Regions from separate parts of the Sus scrofa genome. Here region 2 is linked to region 1. The links are chromatin contacts, called in public Hi-C maps. All regions are on one chromosome and are shown on one strand. The core of a region is the stretch at or near the end of the contact, and the rest is flanking DNA. Distances in the headings are between cores, read along the strand shown. Region 1 holds the start of CTTNBP2NL (CTTNBP2 N-terminal-like protein). Region 2 holds the start of FAM19A3 (protein FAM19A3).

Evidence for each region. A called contact is a pair of places that touch in the nucleus more often than the background predicts.
Region 2: a Hi-C map of skeletal muscle shows a contact between it and region 1, with 4 times the contacts expected there. The contact joins the promoter of FAM19A3 here to the promoter of CTTNBP2NL in region 1. A contact is called at or near these places in 1 of 5 promoter capture datasets (fetal skeletal muscle), 8 of 47 Hi-C or Micro-C datasets (blood, embryonic fibroblasts, liver and 3 more) and 2 of 2 datasets of contacts at active chromatin or transcription factors (alveolar macrophages and skeletal muscle).

What each region holds. Positions count from the first base shown.
Region 1 is chr4:108,009,464-108,014,816 of Sscrofa11.1, forward strand. CTTNBP2NL (CTTNBP2 N-terminal-like protein) reads right to left here and starts at 3,301. Exons shown (of 6, transcript XM_003125850.4): 1 at 2,083-3,301.
Region 2 is chr4:107,716,968-107,722,320 of Sscrofa11.1, forward strand. It overlaps FAM19A3 (protein FAM19A3), which reads right to left and starts at 2,388. Exons shown (of 8, transcript XR_001303450.2): 1 at 2,035-2,388; 2 at 796-853.

The DNA of each region.
Region 1 (5,353 bases), core at 2,051-4,550:
CATAAAAAAATCTTCACGTACTATGCTTTTCAACACCAAACAGGTGTTAAAAAAGCTAAAAAAAAGACTTCCAAGATCCAAACGTGTGTCAAACGGATCTTGTTTATTGTGCCAAGTAAGTCAAAGAGCATTATTTGCTTTTCCCTCTGGGCTCATCAAGGCTCAGGCAGTCATTACAACTTTGGCTTCCTTAGTCTCTTACCTTAGTTTTTTTCTGTTCTCTGCTCATGTAATGAGATATATCTTTTTGGGATTTCCTGTTCTGCTTTTAGTTTTTTCTGCTGCATATTGCTGGGGGCCCACATCCTACCCTCCTATCACAGTAGACTTTGTGTCTACTGGAGAGAGCCTCCGCAGTGTCTTCTTTGAGCCTTTTTACTGGAGATCTGGAAACAATCACTGAGCAGATCTGTGGGCACCAAGACTGGCTCTGAAAACTTCGAACCTAACTATTCAGAATTAATTACCTTTAGGAGGTCTACCTTCACAAAGTCTCATCAGGAAGGTAGAGGACAGTCCTCTGTGATTCTAACTCCTTGCATCCCACTCAGTATCTTTGGCTGAAGATAACAGCAGAAGACTTCAAATTAAAAGCGAAAGAAGCAACGCTAACAAATATGGCAAATTTTAATATTTGAAAGTGCTAGCAACAGATGATTACTGGGGATTCAATGGTATTAACATTAGGCCAAAACCATCAATATTCTTCTGCACCTCACAAAATGAAGGCCTTTATGAGCACCCTACAGAGACACTTTTTGGTAGTCATGTGTGTGAATAGCCAGAGTTTACCTTGCTTTTCTTTATCCTTGTCTCTAAGATTTAAAATTTACTTTCAATTTTCATCCCCTGAATTTTGGTAGAAGATACTGGTCTTAGAAGATCAATCAACAGCTCTCTCCCTACATATATATCGGTATCACCTGGAAGGAAAAACCTACCATAAAATCAGGACTAAGGACTAACCAAAGGCCACTGGACCAGATTAATCATAAACCTAGACCACTGAACCTGAATTTTTTTCAAACACTTCCTGCCTTTTGTTTCAAAGGAATTATACCTTCAAGGTTAACTGCAGTCTCCCTGAGCAACAGAGGAGCCCACCCTAGACTGGGAGATACTCATTCCTAATGTAAAGTTCTTTATTTACTTATCTGTACTGTTTCACTTGAAAGCATGCCGTTATTCACTGACAGTCCAACAATATACACTTGCATTCCTAGGCACACAGGGCCAACCCCGTAGATACCCAACACGCCCACCTCACTTTGAAACACAATAAGGATGGTTTTTCAAGATCTCAGGGAAGAAGTAGGGTGTAAAGCAAAAATGAAACAACTCAAACCTAAAAAAATCCCTTAGAGGTTCGGTTCTCCCTCAAAGAATAGAGAGTAAAGGTACAAAGGGGGTGGGGAAGATTCCTATTTCTCCTCCCTCCAGAATCTAAAAAAGTCTCGAAACAGGTGAGCCCTCGCCAAGAGAGAAAAGAGGACCCAAGGGGCTTCGGAGGAAGGCTGAGGATCAGAGAATGGGGGATGGGAAGAACCCAGGTTGGGGAAGGCTGATTTCGTCCCTGGAGCTGGATGTCTAGGTCGGGTCTTTGATTTTTACTTCGACCTCTCTCTTTTTTGAAAACACTGATTTTTATCTTACGGATGAAAGGAGCTCTGGTCCCACCACAGTGGGCAGGGACAGGTGTAGGAAGGGAATGTCTGTCTTTCCCGGGGTACAAAATGGGGGTGGGAGGCGGCAGACTACGGAATACGAACCTGTATGTCCTCTTCCAAGGTTGAGGAGCTGGGCGAGGGGGGCCTTAAATGGGGGACTTGTCAGAAGGGCAGCCCCTTCTGGGGAGTTGGGATTGAAGGGGGACAATAAGTAGCTGCGAGCACCCACGAAGGATGAGGAGCTGCCTCCTCTGGGAATACCGGGAGGTAGAGGAGACCGCCCCGCCCCCTCAAGGGATGGGCGCGAGTGGCATTTGGGACGGTGGCGGGAGGACTCCAGTGGTCCTACCCTTGCTCTTCTCTCGAGAATCCGGACTCCCAGCCACCGCCAAGCCCCAGCACCAGTGGCTCCTACCTTTTCCCTGCGCTCTGGACTCGGCTCCCGGCCGCCTCCGCCAGCCGCTGCATCCACTGCCCCCGGAGGCCCCGCCCCTCAACCGCCAGGCGGGGGCATTGGCATTCCGCAGGGCCAGTCGTCTCCTCGTCTCTTCAGCCCCCGCACCAATCCGAGTCGGCTGGAGGCGGGGCTTCTCCAATGTCATTTACGCTCCTCCCGGGGCCCCTGGATCCCTTTTGTTTGGGGAGAGCCAAGCTGGGATTGAGTGCGCGTCATTTCCGGGAGGAAGCGCCGTTCTCCGGCCGGGGCTCCCGGGTGGGCTCGCGCCTCTCCCCGCCGGGCTTCTGCAACTTTCCTCCTTCGATGCGGCTCCTGAACAGGACTGTGGCTAGTGTTTACCGTCGTGGTACGGGAAGCTTAGGAAAGGCCGGTTTCCGGTGCCCTGATTGATCGGGCATATTAATGTTTCATTTCATCCAAAATGTTAATAAGTGAAGTGTGCTTTAGTGTCTATTTTAGAAATAATTGTTGAAAACCTGGTAACATGGCTTGCCTGCTCTTTTTTTCCTTGGATGAGCTTCTGCTAGAAGCAAGGACGCAAAGATGCAAAACCCGGAGGACCATCCCCCCCACTTCTCTTTTCACATTACTTTTAGAAGAGAATAGTAGCTCTGGACCCCTCCGGGCGGGGAGCCGGGACACGGGTGGCTCCGGAAGAGCACAAACCCGGCCCGACCTGCCTTCCAGGTGGGGGTGGAACGAATAAAATCTGGTTGTCTAGGTTTTCTTGTGTCCCTGGCCCCAGTACACCCCGGGCTAGGGCTTTTGCAGTGGCGTTGGGACAAAGAACAGTAGAGGATGCAAGGAATGTCTGTCCCTTGCGAACACAGAAATGCAGATCTTGCTGGTGGCAGCAAGCCCTACCAGGACCAAATAATCCAGAGAGGGGAGAGGATGCATCCCTTCCTGAGGTCAAGGTTTCTGGATTCATTTTCCACTTCACAGATTGATTCAATGACCTGTTATTTTTAGGTATAATGTAATAAATACTTACAATATGATGCATAAATAGTGTAAATTTTAATAATATTATTCTAATCTTCACAGTTCTTATTAAGCAAAACAGTATTAGGGGTCAGGTACTCACCCAGGCAGACTGCTTCAAGCCAGATGCAGCCCTGTCCTCAAGCAGTTTACAGTCTAGTGGAGGGATGTGGTCAGTCTGTGTGATCAAGAGGGAAGACTGAAGAAAATAAACCAATATTAGTGTCATCACTGTGCCAGTTACTTTCACATAATGGTATCTTATTTAATCTTCACTACCATATGAAAAATATTTCCTAACCTGTAAGATAGATAGCACTCTGTCCATTTTACAGATGAGATAATAGAGATTCAGAGAAATCAAGTAAAGCCATAGAGGTAGTAAATGGTAAATAATTTCCAACAAGGATCAGTGAACTATGCTACATTCTGCACATCTGCTCCTATAAGGAGGACTGGTCCAGAGAGTGGATGGCTAAAAACAGCATTGGAGACAGAAAAAAGCTCCTTCCCTCCCCCTGTTGACTGTAGGCTTGAGAGGATCATCTCTATATAAGAAGGACAAAAAGACCGTACTGAGGTGCTCAACAGCAGCCCAAGTGCTTTTGAAGTAACAAAGTAGGATGTAGAGAACTTCAGAAGAGCATCATTCTCCGTATGCAGGAGACTGACAATCTGAAAGGCAAGATGAAGGGCCAGGAACACAGTAGGTGCTCAATACATACTGACTTCACTTGAAACAAAATGTCCGGAATGGTTAAAAACAGAGTTTAAGTGCTGGACTAGGCCCACGAATTTGAAAAATCCCATTTCCTCCTCCTCCCCTTTGCCCTGCGTTATGGGTGTGCAATGAGGAAGTGCTTCATTGCCTGACAATGAGGCAGATGTGGGAGAACAGGCTATTTTCTGCTGGCTTCTGAGTGAGTCACTCTAAGTTGTCCCAGTGAATCAGCTCCTCCCTCCTGCCCCTCCTTCCCTTTGTTAACCTACCACCACCCAGCTCTACTCCCAGGCTGACCTGGTGCCTACTTCCTTTATAGCAGCTCCCTTGACTCCCTGAGCTCCCACATGTCCATTCCTGAGTGTGGGAGGACCCAGCCAAAATGAGATCATCCTTGCTTTGTCGGATTCAGTGTCCTAAGGGTATTCAGATTGCTCTCCTTTTAATTTATCACCTCTGGAGCTGGTGAAAGAAGCAGGTCTTGTGAACTTGAAGTTTTGTGATGCTTCAAATATATAAAATGTGTGCATAAATTTAGAGTGTGGTACAAAGGTGTACACAGAGGTTGAAAGTGGGTTTGTAATATTTTAAATTTGTATAACAACATATCATTTTAAACATACCATTTGAATTTAATTTTTAAAAATGGAGGAGTTCCCGTCGTGGCGCAGTGGTTAACGAATCCGACTAGGAACCGTGAGGTTGCGGGTTCGGTCCCTGCCCTTGCTCAGTGGGTTAACGATCTGGCATTGTTGTGAGCTGTGGTGTAGGTTGCAGACGCGGCCCCCCCCGCGTTGCTGTGGCTCTGGCGTAGGCCGGTGGCTACAGCTCCGATTCAACCCCTAGCCTGGGAACCTCCATATGCTGCGGGAGTGGCCCAAGAAATAGCAACAACAACAACAACAACAACAACAACAGACAAAAGACAAAAAAAAAAAAAAAAATGGAAATATAGTTGACTTACAATGTCGTGGTGTTAGTTTCAGGTATACAGCACAGTGATTCAGTTATACATATATGTATATATATGCACGTATATACATTTGTGTGTGTATATATATATATTCTTTTTCAGATTCTTTTCTCTTAAAGTTTATTACAAAGTATTAAGTATAGTTCCCTGTGCTTGTTGTCCTTATTGGCTATTTATTTTCTATCACAACTTAGCATTTTTATGTCTATTATTTTATCAATGTGGCAGTAAGTATTTATTAGATGCCTACTGTGTGTCTGGTAACAATTTATTAAGAAGTGCTAAAGATTATAGAGTGTGTTAATTTTTCTCCAAATTGGTAAACTTCCTAGGTAGGTGTACCTAAATGTTTATGGTTGGTTTGGGGAGGAAATGGTGGAGTATAAGTGCTTTAGACTGGAAGTAAACAAATCTGGGAGTTCTGTAGGATTCCTCCTGCTGCCACAAGTTGTATTAGTTTCCTAGTGCTGCTGTAACAAATTACTACAAACTGGGGGGTTTAAAACAACAGAAACGTATTCTCACTCAATCAGGATGCTAGAAGTCTGAAA
Region 2 (5,353 bases), core at 1,138-3,637, 290 kb before region 1:
GGCTGGCTAATTACATGTTGGCCATGTGTGCAAATGCAGTCCCATCCAGACGGCTGTAAAAGAATGAGGAAGTGCTTCATGTCCTGAGGGATGCGATGATCTCCAATGAGAATCATTTAGGAGAAAAAGCAGACTGCGGGATGGGGTGTAGTGTCAAAGGGAAGGATTATATATGTTACTCAAATATGGGTAAACTAGCTCTGGAAAATGTACCCAACCCCCCGAATAACACTGTTTGCCATCCAGAAAGGAAACTGGTTAGGCTGGGATACAGAGGTAGAAGGGAGATATTGTTCTCCCTATTGCACTTTAACCTTTTGGGTTCTGAAACCATGGGCATGTCCTAGCAATTCAAATTAAACAAAATTTAAATCTAAAAAGGAAGAAAGGAGGCCAATAGAAGTCCAAAGACTTGCCCAAGGCCAGGCAGCAAGTGTGGTGGCAGAGCCCAGAGCTCAGGAGCCTACCCGGGGCCCACTGCACCGCCCTGCTTGCGTTCTCCTCCCCTTTCCTTCTCCTCCATCCTTGATGGTGCCCAAATCTATCCCAAGGGGGGAGTAGAAATGGAAGAATCCCAGGGAAGCAGAGGCACAGAGCAGCTGGGGGCCATCCAAGCATGGAAGGGGCCTGGACCACCCCCTCTGCTGCACTGCTGGCCTCTTGCAGCATCACTGGGCTTCCTCAGGCACCAGCACGTGCTGGAAACACCAGAGGCCAGATGGCTGCTCCCTTGGATTGGGTGCTTCATCTCTGTTCACCCTCCTACTCCCCCTGATCAACTGCCTCCTCACTCACCTTTTTGGGGATCTTTTAGCTTCTGTCTGTTCATCCACTGGCTTCGGATTCACTCTACCTAGACAAGGAGGAAAGATTCTCAGGGTCTGCCAAGGACAGAAGGAGCTCGTGGCCCTGCAGGAGATGGAGGAGGGCCTGGGTGGGGACATGGGGGGTGGACTGGGCACTGAGGTAGAGCCTAATTCAGAGAGCAGGGGGGTCCTTCCTTGGCCCTGGGAATCCACAGGGGTCCTTACAGACTCTGGAAGCACAGTAGGGTGGTAAGCCTCAGAAGAGAAACTGGAGGGAGTTTCTGTGTCCCAGGAGTGAAGCAGGGCTGGTGGTAGGAGGTGTCTAAGAATCAATGCTGTCATCTCTCTGGCTAGGGAAGGAGCTGAAGGTCAAGGAAGAGTTCTTGGCCTTCAGGCCCTGCTGCTGAGACTGATGCTGGAAAGAGGTGCCTGTGAATACTGACCGAGGTCCTGAATCCTCTCTGCCTCCTCATCCTGGCCCCATCACACCTGCTTCCTGAACTTGACAGGAGTTGGCTCAGCTCTGCCACCCTCACCCCCATTCCCAGAGGCCCTAGCCCCAAAGCTTCTCCATTTCTCCCTAAGATCTCCCCTCCTTCAGCCTCCAAAGGGAAGTGGAGCTGAGGCAGGTAGGATAGTGGGGCCCAAGAGAGACGGAGAACCCATGCCCTAGCTTCCCAGAGTGAGAGCCCAGAAAGGACAATGAGGACAGAGGGTGGGAGTGCTATCAGTACTTCTAGGGTGGGTGTACTCCATAGGCAGAGAGCTTCTAGAAGTACCTCTTTTCTGAGGAGGTGTCTTCTCTCCCTGTCTCCATCAGAACACTTCGTTTTGATCATGACAAACGCAGCTGTGTCTTTTCTCTCTGAGCTGCCACCCCTCCCCTCTCTCCTATGGACCCCAATACCAGACCTGGGGTGGGCACTGGGGTGGGTCCTCCCGCCCTCTGTCCCCTCCCTCAGAGAGATCTAGAGAAAGAAGCTTCTGGGAGTTGTTCTCAGGCTTCCACGCTCGCGCCTCAGTTTCCCAGGCTGTTTCACCCAACCCCTGCATACTAGCATGGGCTGAGAATGAGAACCGCAAGATCCTCTAATCTTTCTCTGTCTTCTCCCGCCCCCGCCCCGCAACCGCTCAGTCCTCCCAATTCTGAACCCCCATCCTGGGACCTACCTGCCCCACGGCGGTGCCCACTCGTTACCCTACGATGGTTCCCACTGGTTCAACCCACCTGCCCGAGAGTCTCCTCGCCTCTGAGCCCTGGATAGAGACTCCGAAAGGGAGACTGCAGCCGGGAGCGGCCAGCTCGGTTGCTGTCTAGTCCGGAGCCCTGTCCCCTTCACCAAGTTGATGCGTCCCCGAGGCGGAGGGGCTCTGGCCAAACTAGCATCACGGTCATGCCGGGCCCGCTCTGGGCACCGAGGAGCTCCGGGCCCGCCCGGCCAGTTCTGCAGAGTTCAGCCAGGGTCCTTCCGAGGCTCCTGCCCGCAGGACCGCCAGCGAGCACACAGCGGCCACCGCCGCCTCCTCTTCCTCTCCGGGGGCCGCCCCCGCTTCGCCAGCCCTCCTCCCGCGTCACCGCCTCCTCCCGGACCGCGCGGGGCACCGCACACGGCGCTCAGTCCGCCCGGCGCTCCCAGCCGGGGCGCAGCGACCCCTGGCGGCCGAGGCGAGACCAGGTAAAAGAGGGCCGCAGGCCACCACAGCGCAGTCCAGTGGACCATCTACCTCCCTGGCGCTGCCAGGGTAACTCAGAAAGGTCGCTCAAAATTCTGGAGGGCCTGGGGTGGGGGTGCTTAGTGTGAGAAGTGATAGCCCAGATCTTCAGGAGTTCTGAGTCGAATATTCCCGAACTGCACTGTCCAATACTAGCCACCAGCCTTATGTAGTTACTTAAATCAAAATATAAATTAAACATCTTAAAGTAAGTTTCTCATTTACACTCACAATATTTCAAGTACTAAATAGCTACATGTAGCTAGGGACTACTGCATTGGGCAGAAAAGATGTAGAACATTCCTATTTGAGGAGTTCCTTGGTGGTGCAGTGGGTTAAGGATCTGGAATTGTCACTACTGTGGCTCAGGTTGCTGCTGTGGTGTGGGTTTGATCCCTGGCCCAGAACGTCCATAAACTGCAGGGGCACCCCTCCTCAATCCTATCTGAAAATTCTCCATAGCAATGCAGGTTGCTTTGCTAGCCCTCCATTGTTAAAATGCTAAAACCAAGAGGAAACAGCGAATGATCTCTGCCCTAGGAGTGGTGTCTTCTGGGACAGGAAGGACTAGGGGACAGGCAGACAGGATGGCTTTGGTAGGCTTGTGGCTGATGGGTATGAACTCCAACTTGGGGATGAAACTCTGGGACTCTTGTTTTTTGTTTCTTGTCTTTTTCTAGGGCTGCGCTGGAGGCATATGGAGGTTCCCAGGCTAGGGGTCAAATCGGAGCCACCGGCTTAAGCCAGAGCCACAACAATACGGGATCCAAGCCACGTCTGTGACCTACACCACAGCTCAAGGCAATGCCGGATCCTTAACCCACTGAGCAAGGCCAGGGATTAAACCTGCAACCTCATGGTTCCTAGTCAGATTCGTTAACCACTGTGCCATGATGGGAACTCCTCTTTTTTTTTTTTTTTTTTTTTTTTGTCTTTTTGTCTTTTAGGGGTGCACCGGGCAGCATATGGAGGTTCTCAGACTAGGGACTGAATCAGAGCTGTAGCTGCCAGCCTAAGCCAGAGCCACAGCAATGCAGGATCTGAGCTGCATCTGTGATCTACACCACAGCTCACAGAAATGCCAGATCCTTAACCCCACTGAGCGAGGCCAGGGATTGAACCCATGTCCTCATGGATGCTAGTCGGGTTCGTTAACCACTGAGCCATGAGGGGAACTCCTGGGACTCAGTTTCTCCACCATAAAAATTGTAATATAATTGCATTTGTATATTATATAATTCTTTAGAGGTGAGATTCTGGATACAAAAGTGTTAGACAGATGAAAGGGGGAGGTGGTTGTCTGTGAATTTGTCTCATAATTGAAGGACACTCCTATTAGTTTAAGAGTGCTCTGGGATTAGTTTAAGAGTGTAATGGGAAGGAGAGAGGCAAAGGGAAGAGGCCCAGTTCTGGGCTCTGAACCTCTGCATGGTCCCAGGACAAGGTCACCTGTCTTGAGGATGCCCAATTCCCGCAGCTAGCTGAGACTTCCCATGCCCTAGGCAGGACCAGCCTCTGAGCAATTCTCAGCAGAGAAGAATACCCCACAGGTCTGCTTCTTCCCACCCCACCCCCTTTTCCCTTCTCATTCGGTGCTACCTCAGGATGAATAGAGGTGGTGACCTCACCAGGTTCTGAGGCAGTCTGAGGATGGAGGAGGTATGATGAAGCCAGGAATAGGAGGTGAGAAGTTTAGAGAGAAGGGAGCCTTGGGATTTGCGTATGGTACTGGGTCTATTCTGGAGCCCAAGTGAGCTGTTAATATCCGTGGTGACTATCTGGTGCTGGAACGAGGAAGTCTCTGGGCCCTAGCTCTGTGGCCCACTTTCGGTCACACTATGATGGGTGTTGTAAGGAGTAGGGATTAGGGAGCGGAGTGACATGGAGAAGTGGTAAGCAAACTGTCCCAGAAACACTGAATAATAAAAATAGCCAGGATGTTATATATTTTTTTCTTCTGTCTCTGGCTTGCTGCTGCTGTTTATGCCACTTATCTGTGAGCTGGTTCCAGGGCTTTTCTCAAACAAGAGGGAAATACCCATAGCAGCAAGCAGCATTTTTTTTTTTTTTTGGTCTTTTGTCTTTTTAGGGCTGCACCCACGGCATATGGAGGTTCCCAGGCTAGGGATCTAATCGGAGCTGTAGCTGCAGGCCTATGCCAGAGCCACAGCAACGCCAGATCCGAGCCGCTTCTGCTTACCTACACCACAGTTCACGGCAATGCTGGATCCTTAACCCACTGAGCAAGGCCAGAGATCGAACCCACATCCTCATGGATACTAGTTGAGCTCCTTAACCACTGAGCCATGACGGGAACTCCAGCAGCATATTCTTTATCTCCCTATCTGCCTGGCCGTTCTATGTGCCTTTGGGTCTGATCTTTTTTTTTTCTTTTTTTTTCCTTTTTTGTGACTTCTTTGTCTTCTCTCTGCCCAGAGTCGAGTCATAATTATAGAAGTCTGCAGACCTGAATGACTATTGTGAAATTTTTATTTGGAAGCGGTCTAGCCAGGAGCAGGGAGAGTCGTGTTCAGGAAGCATCCAGCTGACAGTCCAGAGGTGGAGTCCCCACTATGAACTGGGTGCCAGTGGTTCCTGAGGGCTACCTTCGACTTGCATTAGGGCCATAGGGCCTTGTCCCCATTTGAACCATGTGTGGAATAAGAGGTGTCTTTGGAGGCCTAATGATCGACTCCTAGGCTTAGGCACATAGCTCTTCAGTTCAGGGCTTCAGGTCAGTTACCACCCTCCTGGCTCAGTCAGGCTACTAGCCTGGCCTCTGTCTCCCCCCGGCGGCAGCCACAGAACCTGGATTGCTCTCAGCCTCTGGCTTA